5 separate regions of the Sus scrofa genome follow, and all the other regions are linked to region 4. A link is a contact called in public Hi-C, HiChIP or PLAC-seq and promoter capture Hi-C data. All regions are on one chromosome and are shown on one strand. Each heading gives the region's core, a stretch centred on a gene start, on an enhancer-like site or on the middle of the called end of the contact. The rest is flanking DNA. Distances are from core to core; before and after follow the strand shown.

What was found. Promoter capture Hi-C pulls out the DNA fragments that hold promoters and counts their contacts. Hi-C and Micro-C count contacts between places; a contact is called where the count stands out from the background. HiChIP or PLAC-seq counts read pairs in DNA pulled down with a chosen protein or histone mark.
Region 1: a promoter capture Hi-C map of fetal skeletal muscle shows a contact between it and region 4, with 7 times the contacts expected there. The contact joins the promoter of ISLR2 here to the promoter of SEMA7A in region 4. A contact is called at or near these places in 1 of 5 promoter capture datasets (fetal skeletal muscle), 5 of 47 Hi-C or Micro-C datasets (embryonic fibroblasts, liver, mesenteric adipose tissue and 2 more) and 1 of 2 datasets of contacts at active chromatin or transcription factors (alveolar macrophages).
Region 2: a contact with region 4 is called in an H3K27ac HiChIP or PLAC-seq map of alveolar macrophages. The contact joins the promoter of STOML1 here to the promoter of SEMA7A in region 4. A contact is called at or near these places in 1 of 47 Hi-C or Micro-C datasets (liver) and 1 of 2 datasets of contacts at active chromatin or transcription factors (alveolar macrophages).
Region 3: a Hi-C map of embryonic fibroblasts shows a contact between it and region 4, with 1.9 times the contacts expected there. The contact joins the promoter of FAM219B here to the promoter of SEMA7A in region 4. A contact is called at or near these places in 1 of 47 Hi-C or Micro-C datasets (embryonic fibroblasts) and 1 of 2 datasets of contacts at active chromatin or transcription factors (alveolar macrophages).
Region 5: an H3K27ac HiChIP or PLAC-seq map of alveolar macrophages shows a contact between it and region 4. The contact joins the enhancer-like site here to the promoter of SEMA7A in region 4. A contact is called at or near these places in 1 of 47 Hi-C or Micro-C datasets (blood) and 1 of 2 datasets of contacts at active chromatin or transcription factors (alveolar macrophages).

Annotation. Positions count from the first base shown.
Region 1 is chr7:59,391,828-59,394,527 of Sscrofa11.1, forward strand. It overlaps ISLR2 (immunoglobulin superfamily containing leucine-rich repeat protein 2), which reads right to left and starts at 1,358. Exons shown (of 3, transcript XM_013978091.2): 1 at 1,204-1,358. The coding sequence starts at 1,258.
Region 2 is chr7:59,447,053-59,449,752 of Sscrofa11.1, forward strand. It overlaps STOML1 (stomatin-like protein 1), which reads left to right and starts at 1,448. Exons shown (of 8, transcript XM_021099072.1): 1 at 1,448-2,212; 2 at 2,502-2,533. PML (protein PML) reads right to left here. Exons shown (of 10, transcript XM_001925572.5): 3 at 670-1,136.
Region 3 is chr7:58,649,431-58,652,130 of Sscrofa11.1, forward strand. It overlaps FAM219B (family with sequence similarity 219 member B), which reads left to right and starts at 1,340. Exons shown (of 5, transcript NM_001243582.1): 1 at 1,340-1,541; 2 at 1,746-1,833; 3 at 2,546-2,623. The coding sequence starts at 1,343.
Region 4 is chr7:59,093,611-59,096,310 of Sscrofa11.1, forward strand. SEMA7A (semaphorin-7A) reads left to right here and starts at 1,309. Exons shown (of 14, transcript XM_021099054.1): 1 at 1,309-1,541. The coding sequence starts at 1,361.
Region 5 is chr7:58,748,942-58,751,641 of Sscrofa11.1, forward strand. The region is part of intron 1 of CSK (c-src tyrosine kinase); the gene reads right to left. Among named protein-coding and RNA genes, the nearest start is that of CSK, 4.7 kb to the right of the region's middle. Within about 2 kb of position 1,265, at least 36 of the 83 cell types and tissues checked have an H3K27ac peak or open chromatin away from gene starts, as enhancers often do. A contact at or near this core is called in alveolar macrophages, where this site is marked.

The sequences.
Region 1 (2,700 bases), core at 108-2,607, 300 kb after region 4:
GACACCCAGCACTCCGGGCGCCCTCGGCCCCCCATTCCTCACTCAGGCTGAAGTGGTCTCCGGAGGTGGGTCCATGGGGTTTGGGGCCTTGGAGATCAGTCTTCTGATTTGAGTGTTGAGCATTTTAATGAGCTGGGGAGGTGGACAAGAGAGCCGGGTGATGGGTGCTGCATCTAAAGAGACCACCGACCAAGGCTTCAGAGGAGCCTTTGTAAATTAAATATGAATAGCGCGCATACTCCCCATTCTTCCCTCTCTCTTAGTCCTGTGGTCGCTACTGACTGGGACCAGCGCATCTCACTCAACCCAGAATTCAGAACCCAGAACTTCATTCCACCTACTGGGCCCTGTAGTCCTCACAGACAACCCCACCCCCACCCCCTGGAAGGGCACCCAGGGGGAGAAGGTATCTTTGAGAGGGGAGGAGGAGTAAAGGGACCTTGACCCTGCAGTGGCGGAGGCAGTCAGAGCAGGTCTGGGGATGAGTCTGAGCAGTTTGGGCTTAACTGGGCCAGGGAATGGCGTGGCTGGCTGGCCTGGCACAGCCTCTTTGTTTGCGGAGCAAGGAGGGGGTCCTGAGGGCGTGGCTGGTGTCTTGGGAATCCTGAGAGAGCAGCTCCAGGAGCTTTGTCTGAGGAAGAGGGATCTGAGGAGGCTGGGGCACAGCAGCAGGGCTGCAGAGTCCTGGTTGGGGTGTCTTGAAGACTTTTCCTGGAGGAGGGAGGGGCGCCCGGCATAAAGGCAAGGACCAAGGTCCAGGTGTGGAGGCCTGCGAGACTTGTGGACCCTCCACCCAGTTTTCACCTCTTTTTTGGTTCTTTTCATCTTCAGCTAGAGGCAGACGGGGATGCAGGCAGGGGATAACATGGAGCAGTTGAAGGACCGAAAGACAGACTGGGGAAGGGAAGGAAAAATGAGCTCGCCCACTCTCGGCAGAGAGCTTCCCTGGACTGCAGACACCTGCCCCACCCACATCCCCAGAATCTCTGCAGCCCGCCGGCCAAGAAAGCCCCTCATCCTTGCTCTTTTGTCGGAGATACAGAAGCCAGGGGAATTCTCAGGGAGACAGGGCTCCAGGCTCCCGGAGGGTGCAGCGGCCACCCAGGTGAGGGTGCCGACTCTGGCAGACCCTCAGGGCTCCCATCCAGTCTCCAGCAAGCGCTTTTGTTTCCCAACCCTGCCCTGGGGGAAAGACGACCTTACCCTCGCCTTGGACCCTGAAGAGCTCAGTGCACGCCCTGTCTGGGCTGGAGCCCATCTCGCTCTGAGCAGAGTTCGCTGAGGCTAGGGGTAGGAGCAATGACTCCAGGATCTGCCTCCGAGCCCTGCTAGAAGACTGAGAGTATCTGGACCCGTGCCACCAGGCACGCAAGAGCCGCTCTAATGTCTGTAATGTTAATAATGGTACAGTCACTGAACGGCTGGGGAACTGGGAGCGAAATTCCACCCCCATTGCTACCCACGTCTTTGATGGTTAAAGAAACAGATATCTAGTCCGGTGTGTGGAAATAGGTGTAGGGAGAGGAGGGATACAAGGTTCCAAGAGGCCAGCACGGAGGGCCCAGTTTTGGAATCCACAGAATCCGGAATAAGGCTTTTTGAGCAGGCAGGGTGCCAGTCCTAGATAGACCCAGGGCAGAGAGCTGGAGCTCCGGACAGCATTTTGTGGATTGATCTCTACCTTCCACCTTGCCGCCCTGGACGGTCTCAGGGTTGGGTGAGTTGAAAGCCCGGTGATCCCAGCGCTCGCTTCCCGGGTTCTGGCCAAAGCCTTGGTCCCAGGTCTGGTTTGTGCGCGCCCCCTGCTGGAAATTGCCAGCCGGCCTCCGAGGCCCTGGGACAATGGTTGGGGAATACTGGGGCTCAAGCCTGGGATCAAGGCATGTGCTGCACCCGGGACCCCATGTTTCAAAGTGGGAGACGCTAAACCAAGGCACCGAAGCTTTCCTTCCCATGCACACCCAGTGTACATCCCAGGAGTCTGCAACATTCCTCCCCTAACCCCACCCCACCTCACACCCCATTGTGTTTCTCATGCCCAGGATATAATAGGCACCCTCTGTATACTCATTGATCGAATAGTCCCTGGCACGAACTAATGAGTTTAATTCTGGGACAAAACCGTCCTGTATTCCCCAACCTACCCCCCCCAATCCCATCCCTTGGTGCCCAGAGCACTTTCTCTTTGAGTTAAGAAAGTTAAGTCTTCTAACTTTCCCAGGGACCTATAAAAAGTCCAAGGTCTGAAAAAGAAAATCTTTTCCAGGCTCTAAAAGGGGAATAGAAAACTACAAAGTTGGAAGGAATAGATGTTTGATTAAATGTTTAGGATATATCACATTGTACATTCGACTGAGTGCAACTGCATTCAGAGGTGGCCATGTCCTTGTATCTAATATGACAGGTGCGTGATTTAATAAATGAAGGGAGGGTCTCCGAGAGTAAGAAAGCCAGAGCCCAGAAGGGCATCACGCATCCCCAGCTTAGCAGTCTGCTCAGGCAAACCTCCCCTCCAGCCAGAATTTCCTAAATGCAGAGCTTCCAACCTTTTGGCTTCTGTAGTCCCTGTTTATAAACCACTGCCCCCCCATCCCTCCTTCACCTCATACATACTCTACATAGTGGTTAGGAGCGAACATTCTAGCATCAGACTCCACCATTGCCTCTCCTTAGGTCTGATTGACACACACTGGCTCAGGA
Region 2 (2,700 bases), core at 198-2,697, 350 kb after region 4:
CCTGTGGAGAAGTGGTGGGTATTAGGCAGATGGGGCACAGCGTGGAATGGGGACTCCCCCCTCTCTATATTTTGTTTTTTATTTTTTTGAACCACATAAATGTATTATCTATCAAAAAATTAAAATCCTGTGCTGTTCAGTAAAAATAATTATAATTGGACTTGACTTTTTTTTCCATACAAACACTCTCAGATAGCATGGTGTTCCGGTTTTGACTTTTCAGATAGAAACTAACTACTCACACCTCAGCCTAGAATCTAGCTGTACTGAGACTCCATGGCAGTGCTTGTGGAAAATTCCATTATAAGACTTTCTAAAGGGCAGTTTGGTAATATGTATCGAAACATAAAACTTTCATACCCCTTCACCTAGCAAAGGCATTTCTGAAAACTTATCCTAAAGAAATTCCTGAATATGCGTGCAAAGATGATTCTGCAGCATTATTTCTTATAAGGGAAATTGGAAACTATTACTATCCATCCATTTGCATTCGATAGCACAAAGAGTATCATCACCACTGACGCAGCTAGTCTTCGAGCCACACTTTGAGTTGTAAGACCTTAGAAGCTCCCCGTCCCACGTTCCTAGTGGGACTCTATTATCTCTGCTCCCCGCATCCTCTACCCCGCTCCTAGATGCGCCACCCACACCCTGGGCCAGTCCGCTCACCTAGTCAGCGCAGGGCTGCGGTGGTTGGGGTTGGAGCAGAAGATGTTGTTTGACTTGCGCGTGCAGTCCAGGAACTCGCCGACCGACTGGCTGCGGAGCTCGGCCAGCGGCCTGGCCTCGTGCTTGAGGAACCACTGATGCGCCTCGACACACTTGGCGCAGAGGAGCTGCTCACACTCAAAGCACCAGTAGTTGGCTGGTTCTTTGCAGCGGGTGCAAAGCGCCTGCGAATCCATGATCTGCCGGTACACGGACAGGCGCCGCTGCAGGCTCTCGAAGAAGACGTTATCCAGGGCCTGCGTGTCAGCGCCTTGGGGCCAGGGTGCCTGGCAGATGGGGCACTGCAAGCCCGGCTGCGGCAGGCATCCTGAACACAGCGTGTGCAGACAAGGTAGCAGCTTGGGGCATTTGGCTTCCTTCCGGCAGCCCTGGCAGCGCAAGAACTGGAACTCTTCTTCCATGGCTTGCTGGGGGACCAGAGAGGGAGGTGAGACCCGAAGTTCCAGGAGTCCCCACCCAACACGTGCTTGCCCCTATGGCTGGAGGCTGGGAGTGGAACTTACTATTCCATACCAGGCTGTCACTGGATGAGGCAAAACCCATCAGCACCCCAATCCTCCGTTTACTCAAACCTTCCCACACTTACTCCACAATTTACTGAGCACCTGCTTCTCCTAAGACACGGTACTAGGCCCATCCTATACACGGATGTATAGCACACATCCCTGCCTTCAAGGAACTTAAGTTTAGAAAAGAGATTCATTAAGTGTATGTCATATAACCTCATATAAAATACCAAAATACACTTTGGTAGTTCTTCAAAAAGTTAAACGTAGAACTACCATATGATCCAGCAATTCCACTCCTAGATATATACCCCCAAAAACTGAAAACAAGTACCCAGATACCCATTGTTCTACACACAGCATTATTCACAATAGCCAAAAAGCACAAACAACCCAAGTACCCATCAACAGATGAACGGATAAACAAAATGTGGTATACAATGGAATATTATTCAGACTTCAAAAGGAAATTCTGATACATGCTACAACATGGATGAACCTTGAAGACATTATGCTAAGTAAAATCCAATACAAAGGGAAAAATGTTGTAGGATTAAACTTATATGAAATATCCAGACTAGGCAAAATCAGAGACAAAAAGTAGATTAGAGGCTCTCAGCCACTGGGGGAAGAGGGGAATAAGGAACTATTACTTAGACGGTACAGACTTTGGATGAAAAAACTCAGGAAAGATATGGGTGATGGTTACACAACATTACCAACGGCTTGAAGCCACTGGCTTTTACACTTAGAAAAGGATAAAACACACATAACACATAGATGTTATTGTATTTTACTACCAAAAAAATGCTAAACACAATACGTGGCACATGAAAAGTGTTCATAAAGGTTAACGGTATTGTTAATATTATTCCTGGGTGTGATAAAGCAGATAATAAAAGTTACTGCAATGTGGTCTTACGTGTACTTTCAAGAGGAAGAGTAAAAAGGGCCTGTTAGAACACAGAGCAAGTGATGTAAGTAGTTCCTTTGATGTGGGAGGCTGGGGAGTCTGTGCAGGAGGAGACTAATAAACTCCTATTAAACCCTTTGGGGATGGGGGTTGGGAGGGCAGAGGACTCGGAGAAAAGGATCCAAGAAGCTTCCTAAAGGGGGAACCACAGGAACTTGAGGCCTTAGCCAAGACACCTACCTCTCTGCCACTTTCTGATCTAAGAACTAGGGTTCTGGTTTTTCAACGCCTGGGACATACTCGGGGCTCCCAAGCCAGTGCAATAAGGCTGCTATTTCCTTTCGTCCTAACAGGTGGGGTCTTTCACCTGAGGCAGGGATAAGAGGTAAGTCGCCAGCGTGGGCGCAAGAGTCTGGTCTCCAGTGCCACTGACCCTCAGCATCTCACCCCGCTGCTAGTAGAGAATCACAGTCCAGAGAGGCCCACCTAACTCATCCTGGTCCCCTTTTCTACTTTCGCGCATCCCTACCCCAATCGAGAAGGTCAGAACCC
Region 3 (2,700 bases), core at 90-2,589, 440 kb before region 4:
ATGTGGCTGTGGCATAGGCCTGCACCTGCCGCTCTGATTCCACCCCTAGCCTGGGAACTTTCATATGCCGCACCTGTGGCTCTAAAAAATAAAACTTTAAAAAACGCAGTCATAAATTATTTTCTCCTATCCCGCCTAATCACACTCCCACTCAACTGTTTTTGTGGCCCTGGAGGCTCATAAGTTGTACATTTTTGAACTACCCTGTGGAGACTAATAAATTAGCCTTGGGACAGCCTCATGAGATTTCGCAGTTACTACAAGGATCTGGAGCTACTTACCAGCCAGCTACAAACACATCCCTTGGGGGCCAGAGAAGTCACGAGCTGTGACAGCTCCGGCCTGGACACACTTTCATTCTTCTTCCCAAGGCCTATTTTGCCCTTGTTTGTCGCTGTAAGAAGGGTAGTGATATTGGTTCCATTTTAAAACGTGGAAACTGGAGTTCCCGGTGGAGCAGCAGAAACGAATCCGACTAAGAGCCATGAGGATGCGGGTTCCACCCCTGGCCTCACTCAGTGGGTTAAGGATCCGGCGCTGCCGTGAGCTGTGGTGTAGGTTGCAGACACTGCTTGGATCCCGCGTTGCTGTGGCTGTGGCATAGGCCGGCAGCTGTAGCTCCGATTAGACCCGGTAGGCTGGAAACCTCCATATGCCACGGGTGCGGCCCTAAAAAGACAAAAAATAATAATAATATGTGAAAACTGAGTCCTAGAGAGAGTCAGCCTCATCCAAGGTCTCAGGCATTGCGTGGTGTTGGAAATAACCTGGACTTGACATTAGAGTATCAGCGCAGGCAGTGTCTCTGGTTGTGTGACCTCCACAAGGTCTTTAAACTGTTTTCCCGCGCCTAGTTTCTTTTCTGGAGAAGGGCGCTGACACGTTCCTGTCTCCTACTGCTCTTTCTGGTTCAATCCAAGCTCTCCCCGGTCCGCCCTGGGGGAGCTGCGGCTGTGGCAAGAGGACCCATGCGCAGATACCACGAGGAGCGCGTGCGCACCAGGGCGCAAAGAGCTCGAAGTCCGCAGGTGCACATCCGCGGCCACCCCGAAAATATTGATATTTAATTTCCACTAGAGAAAAAATTTAGTTTGACAGCCAGGAACTCAGGCCAACTAAAAGCACGTGGTGTGCCAGAAAGGCGGGACTGCAGCAATCCAAACCCTCCGGAAGGGCGGAACAATTGAGCCAACCCCGCAACTGATGGGACCGGAAAGCTCAGGCGGGTACAATCTGCGCCCGCGCGCCGCCATCTTGCTCGAGGAGAGACCGCCTCCTTCCCGGTTGCTGGCTGGTTAGCCAGGAGGCGGGGCTCCACCACCCGGAGGGGCGTGGCCAAGCGATGGCGACAGCGGAGCCCAGTGGGCACGCGGTTCTGGCGTCCGTTCTGGGACCCCGGCCCAGCGGTGCTGGGTCTGCAGGTCCGCCCTCCGGCCGAAGCGGTATTGGAGTACCCCGGCTTGGGGAGCGGACTCTGGCTGCTGTGGAGAAGCGGGGGCCATACATGGTGACGCGCGCGCCTTCCATTCAGGCCAAGTTGCGTGAGTGCTGCCTGGTGGGGGTTCTCTGCCGGGGCGGGCTGCTGTGTCCCCGGGCGGGCTCCGGAGCCGCACCGGGGCGACCCTGGAGGGGCACCTGCAGCCCGCTCCCGCACCTCAAAATCCGTTCGGAGAGCGGGCTCCTGGCGTTTGGGATACACTGCGGAATGGGGAGGATCCCTCTGACTGCGGCCCTTTGACTTCCAGAGAAACACCGGGACCTGGCCAAGGCAGTTTTGCGGAGAAAGGGCATGCTGGGTGCCGCGCCGAACCGCCCCGACTCTTCAGGAAAAAGGTCTCAGCAAGCGCCACTTCCTCTGTGCAACCGTTTCCAGAGAAGGCTTTAGTGTTCAGGCCGGGAGACAGAAAGCAAACACACGTTTAGGGGCCGAACTAGTGATTCCCCTGAAGCCAACCTGTCAGGTTCACTGCATTAAAATGAGAAGAGGAACCACCTTTTCTTTTCCTTCTAGAATGTGATGATTTCAAGGAAAGGGCTTTGGAATAAGTTTTGTCAGTGAGTAGGGTCATTCACTAAGTTAGGGAGGAATATAGTGGCTGGGGCCCCAAAGAGTGAGGATGGAGAGCAGTGTGGGAAGTCAGGGCTGTTTGTTTGCTTCTAACAGAATGGTAAACTCTAAGGATTGGGTGGGACTTTATCCAGGGCCTCTCTTACAAATAAGGGCTAAAGCAGGTGAAGGAATTTGCCTAAGAACTTTTTCTGTTCCCTGGTTAAATTAGGTGGGGAGACAGGGCTTTTCCCAATTCATTAAAGAGGGGGTGTGCTTTTCTTCAGGAGCAGCAGGGGGAGTGGTGTGAGGAAGTGCATATTCTGAGGAGCTGTAGCCACATACATGGCAGGCAGTGGTGGCTGTGTGACCAGGTAGAAGGCAAGTCAGGAGTAGTGCCATCAGTTGGGTTTTTTCCCATAAGGGTGAGGACTCTGGCTTTCGCTGCGAAAAGCTGGTGCTTTACCTATGCTTGGTTTTCCCCCCATCTCCCCTTAGGTCAGTGAAGTTTAACAAGGGCTATACTGCTCTTAGTCAGAGTCCAGATGAAAACCTGGTGTCCCTTGACTCTGACAGGTAAGTGCACTCCTTGGAAATACCCTTGGGGAGTGATTTGGGTAAAATTGCAGATCACTTGCTTTGCTTATTCCCTG
Region 4 (2,700 bases), core at 59-2,558:
GGTGTATTTTGGTGACACTTAGGGAAGCAGGAGGGGATAGCTGGAAGCAAAATATGGAATGGTAAGGCAGAACTTCCTGATGATAACCTCTTCTTGGCCATGGAGCAGGGCAGAGGTTTGGAGCTGGAGCTGAGGCCAGGACAGGCTGCTCTCTGTCTCTGGTGGTGTCTGCAGCGTGTGACTCAAGTCCAGCTAGGTCTGTGGGTCTTGAAGGCTGCAGTGCACCTCTGCTACTTACTCCTCACCCTGTCTCTTCTCTGTGCAGTCCACCTGGGGGTAAGCATCCAGTAGGCACTGGATAAGTGGATTTTTTCATCCATGGTTACCTTGGGCAGATGCAGAGGTGGGTCTGGGACCTCTCTGGCTTGAGGGAGAGAAGACTCCTTTAGAAAGGCAGGCACATGGCTCTGAATAGGTGAGCTGAAAGCAGAGCTGCCTGGGCTGTTCAGGTGACTGTAGAGGGACTGGCCCGGACCCTATGCAGGGGGTCATGGTGGGGTCATCAGGCTGCCTGCATAGCTGAGCACTAACTATGCATCTTGTGGGCAGAGATCCCTTAAAGCTGGTCTGACTGACTCTGCCTTCCCAACAGTGAGTCCTGGGCACGCAGGATGCTCCCCTCTCTTTCTGCTTGGGGAAGGGGACTTCTTAATTATATCCCCCTCCACTCACATGGAAATGAGTTTGGATTTTCTGAGCACACACCAGCTGGCTGGGGGGGAGGCAGCCCAGAAGGCTGCTGGCTGGGGAAGGGAGGAGAAAGGCGGGGAGGGAGCCAGGCCAAGATGAAAATTCCGTGTTCTCACAGCTGAGCAAGGATGGGGCTCTGAGTGCTCCCTACAGATTATCGACCTTCTGCCCAAAACCCACACCCCCTCCTTAGGGGAAAGCGTCTTGTTCCTTCTTATAGGCTCAGAGGAGCCGTGTCCACTCAGGTCAGCCCATCCTCTGAGAACCACAGCCTTCAGAGTCCACTTAGCTGATCATTATCGAGGTTGTCTGTTCCCTCAGGAGAGGTCCTCTCTGACTTCTAGGCCAATCCCTTCCTGGGGTGGGGGGAGTAAATCTAAGGCCTTGAGAGGGGACAGGACCTGGCGCCGATCACAGGAGACCACAAGTCTGTCTTGCTCCCCTTCCCCCAGGTTATCCCCGTGGAGTTGCCCAGGAAAGGGGTGTCGAAGATTCCCCTGACAGCGGTCACTGCTTTACCCCTAAGCCAGCGGGTGGGGAAGTCGGAGAGGGACGGGGGAGGGGCGGGGTGGGGTCAGGCGTTTGACTCCGCCTCCTCTCGTTGGATCTGCCTGCGGTCGGGCGCTGGCTCAGTCTCGGCTGCTCTCCGCCGTTGCTCCGGGGCCGCGGGATGACACCGCCTCCGCCCGGATGCGCCGCCCTCGGCGCCCCGCGCGCCCGCGTTCCCAGTCCGCAGGCTCGGTCCGGGCTCCCGCTGCGGCTGCTGCTGCTGCTGCTGCTGCCGCTCTGGACGGCCGCCGCCTCTCAAGGCCACTCGAAGAGCGGACCCCGCATCTCTGCTGTCTGGAAAGGTAGGTGGCGCCGCGCTTGCAGCGCGGCTCGAGATCCGATGCCGCGCGGGGCGGGTGCGGAGTGTGCAGCACTGGAGAGAGTGCGTGCGCGCGGCTATGCAGGTCCTGGGCTGTCCCCGCGGATAGCGTGTGGGTCTGGGTGAATGTGTGAGTGTGCCCGCTGCCACGCCGGAGCGGGCTGTGACGCTGCGGCGAGCGAGCGGCAAGGGCTGGAGCCCCGGCTAAGTCACTCCAAGTCCGCCCGCAGCCGGGAGCCGCAGCGCGGGGGTGCAGGGGGGAGGGAGAGGGCCCTTCTCTCGGCCCCGAGGCGCTCTCAGTCCTCCAGCGCTGAGGCCTCTGTGCAGAATCCTTTCTCCTGCCGGGACCCCCACCCAGCTCCTCTCTTTCTGAGCTATGGGCTCCGCTGTCGCGCAGGGCGCAGGCTGGGCCGGCAAGGGGGGCGCGGACCCTTTGCCGCCGCCGCTGCGCTCCGGCTGCGGGAACAAAGACCCCGCTGCCTGCCCCTGCCCCCGCCCCGGCCCCAAGCGCGGGCCGGGTAAAGGGGTGGGTACCCTGTAGTGAGCCGGGACGTGGCTCCGTGCGGAGGCTTCAGGCACCCCGGCGCTGCCTCTGCAATGCTGGGACCCGCCGCTCCCCCCTTGTCCGCACGTGGCAGTTGTCACCAGGAATCCGAGCCAGCATGGGGGGCAGTGCCAGTTGGGTGGGGCGCGGCCACTGGGACCCCCAGGTAGGGGATCTGGCAAGGGGCTGCAGCTTTTAGGCCCTGGTGGATATGTGAACTTGGGGGACCGAAGTCTCCCCAGGGGCGCCTCAGTTTAGATCACTGTACAATGGGTCAAAAAGCTGGCTGGGTAGGTTTTGAGGTTTTGTGTTGCAAGGGACTGAAGTTCCCTGCATTGCACAAAAATGCTTCCCCACCCCCAGGACGACTATGCTCTGTCCCCAAATTTGGCAGGTGCTGCAGCCCCCCTGTGGTGGTGGTGGACTGGCAGTGGGGGTGGGAATGGTAGGTCTGGTCTCTCTGGGAGCCTTTTGATGCCTGAGGCGGTTTGCAGGGATTGCAGGAGCCTGAGCATTATCTGGGGCAGGTATTCTTAGCAGAGAGAGAGGGGGAAAAAAAACCCAAAAATGAGTGTCCTGAGCTGCGGCTGCAGCAGAG
Region 5 (2,700 bases), core at 15-2,514, 340 kb before region 4:
CAAGAGCCTAATTACCTACATGCACTGGGCAGTGGGGACTCTAGGCCTCCCCAGAGCCCTAACCCAGGCCTCGGTTCTGCCGCCCCCCGCCCCAAGTACACGCTATGGTCTTTGCATCTTCATTTGCCCACATTTACATACAGCCTGTCAGCACTGACCTTCAATGAACCCTTAAAAACCAGAGTGTCCTTGTCCCTCACCCCAAAGTCTCCTAGCCACCTTACAGGTGGGGCCCAGAGGCCAGGGAACTATCCAGAACTTTGGCCCCCTGATTCCTGGTCTCCCCATCTCAGAACCAGGACCCACAAAACACACAGCTAGGGCGGCCCAACTCAAAGCACATTCAGCCTAGCTCCCCAGAAGAGGGAAAAGAGGTGTTACCAGTACCCTCCCCCCACAGGGTAGACTGTGCAAACGAGAGCATGGGAGTGAGCGCCTACTGACCCAATGCCGCCTGAGTTACTTAATCCTCAAAACTCCCCTCAGGTACTACTGTTGATCTGCTTGACAGAGGAGGAACCAGGCTGAGGAGAGTCACCCAGCTCCAAGGGGCAGAGCAAGGGTTTGAGTTCAAATTCTGTCTGAACTTGGATGGGAGAAAGCCCTCCACCCTCTCCTTAGGCAGGACAGATGACACCCTAAAAAGGGACAGTTAGGCGAAGGAGGGTGGCTGAGGGGACCTGTGCCCAGAGACCGGCCTCCTGCTCTGGGAAGTGTGGGTTACATCTGTGCCATACCCTGCCTGGCAGAGAGGCCAAGAGTTTATCCAGGGCCACACAGCAGCTAGAGAAGCCAGCAGCCCTAGAGCAGGTAGATACTCCAAGCAAGGATCTCTGCCCCTACCCTCCCTCTTTCTCAAATGCTTCTCGATGTTCATGGCCCTTCCCCTCCAGGAAGCCCTCCAGGCTGCTCCAGCCTACGCAGATCCCCAGCTTCTGAGCTCCTACCAGCCCTGCCAGGAAGTTGGAACCACAGGCCTCCCCTGACTAACTCCTCTGACTCTGGTCTCCTCTACTGGCCAGCAGTGGAGCTCTCAGGGTTCCTTCTTCCCCGCTCCCCTCCAGTCTCCCTGCAGTGTGGACAGCACAGGCTACAGCCAGCCAGGCCTGGGTGAGGACCAGGGGCCGGGCTGAGAAGCAGCCGCCAGGGTGTGCAGGCGTCAGATGATACCCAGGTTTTCACCCACCCACAAGGCTTCCAACTGCAGAGAGCAGGACCGACAGAGGGGGTGCCAGGCCGCCTCTCTTCTGCTTCTTGGGGGCCCAGACCACGGAAAGGGGGGGAGGCGGAGGGAAGCTGCGGTTGGAGGCCCAGCCCTACTGAGGCGTACAGAGCTGGTGTGTGATGAGAAGCTATGCTCATCACAGTACCTCAAAACCAGGAAGAGAAACTGAGCAGGCAGAAAGGCGAGCCAGGCTGCGTGGGGCCCTCAGGGCCCTGGGGGCCTGCCAAGGGGAGCTACTGGACAGTCACTGGACAAACCACCTCTCCTCCCAGGCCTCAGCTTCCCTATGGGAAAAACGGGATTCTCTGCCTGGTCCTTCCAGTCTGCCCTGACTGGGACGGGCTGGGGCCTGCCTGATACGAGACCACCCCCCACTAGTGGAGTACTCCTGATCCCGCAGTGGGCTCTGGACTCTCCCGGGAAGCGGGGTCAGCCCCCTGAAGCCAGCCTCGCCCAGTCTGCTTCTCCCCTCAGCCACGCAGGGAGCACACTAGCTCTTCCTTCACCAGCTCTTTATTTTTAGGTCTGAATTTGACTTTAATCATTACTTAGCGGATTCTATTTCCAGCCCTTGGATGAAGGGACCCAGAGGAGTGGAGGAAGGGAGGCAGTGCTCCCTGCCTGGCGTGGGGGGTGGCCTGCTCCTCCACCCATCCTGTCCCCAACCAAGGAGGGGGGCACTGAGAAACACCCAAAGGGCTCACCCCAGCCAGGCCAGCATCTTGGAGAGGACCACACCCTGTGACCTCATCCAAGCCCAAGCTGTGGGACAGGAGGGCAGTTGTAATGCCCACTTCCCCTGTGCCAAGACCAGGGAAGAGGGAGAAACTCCAAAGGCAAAAGTCTGGCTGCTGGAATCCAATGTCATGCACCTGGGAGCCCTCTGCATTGAATGGACCGCTTCAGGGAGGACCCTTTCCTAAGTTAGTCCTGAGCCATACCAGGATCACCTGGGGTTATGGACTCCTAGGCCCTGGGAGTGCCAGGCTGAGACTGGCTTCCTCCTACTGTCCACGGGCTGGCCCTAGTAGGGCACTGGTCCCCACAGAAGCAGAACAAGAGGAAGCGAGTGACGTCACAGCAGTACACACTCAGGTTAAACCTGAGGAACACCGGCCAAAGGGAAGGACGCTAACACACAAGCCTTCCCCTGTGATTTGGGGACTACCCATGTTCTCCTCCACCTCCCAGGGGCGAGGGTCTAGAATCTCTGCCTCCTCCCTCCCAGATGCTGGGAAGGGCAAGACCATGAGGCTGGCATGGCTGTCCCTTGCTTGGGGCGCAAGACGCCTGGGTCCCTTGTCCAAGACTCAGTTTTCCCAGGGAAAGCTGGCCTCTATTTGCACTGGGGAAACAGGGCTGGCCCAGGATGGCTGAAGCTGGTGGACAGGAGGCATCTGGACCCTCAGAGAAGAGGCCTTGTCTGTGCATCTCTGATGCTGGAGGAACAGAAGGAAAATGGGTAGGTCCAGGGC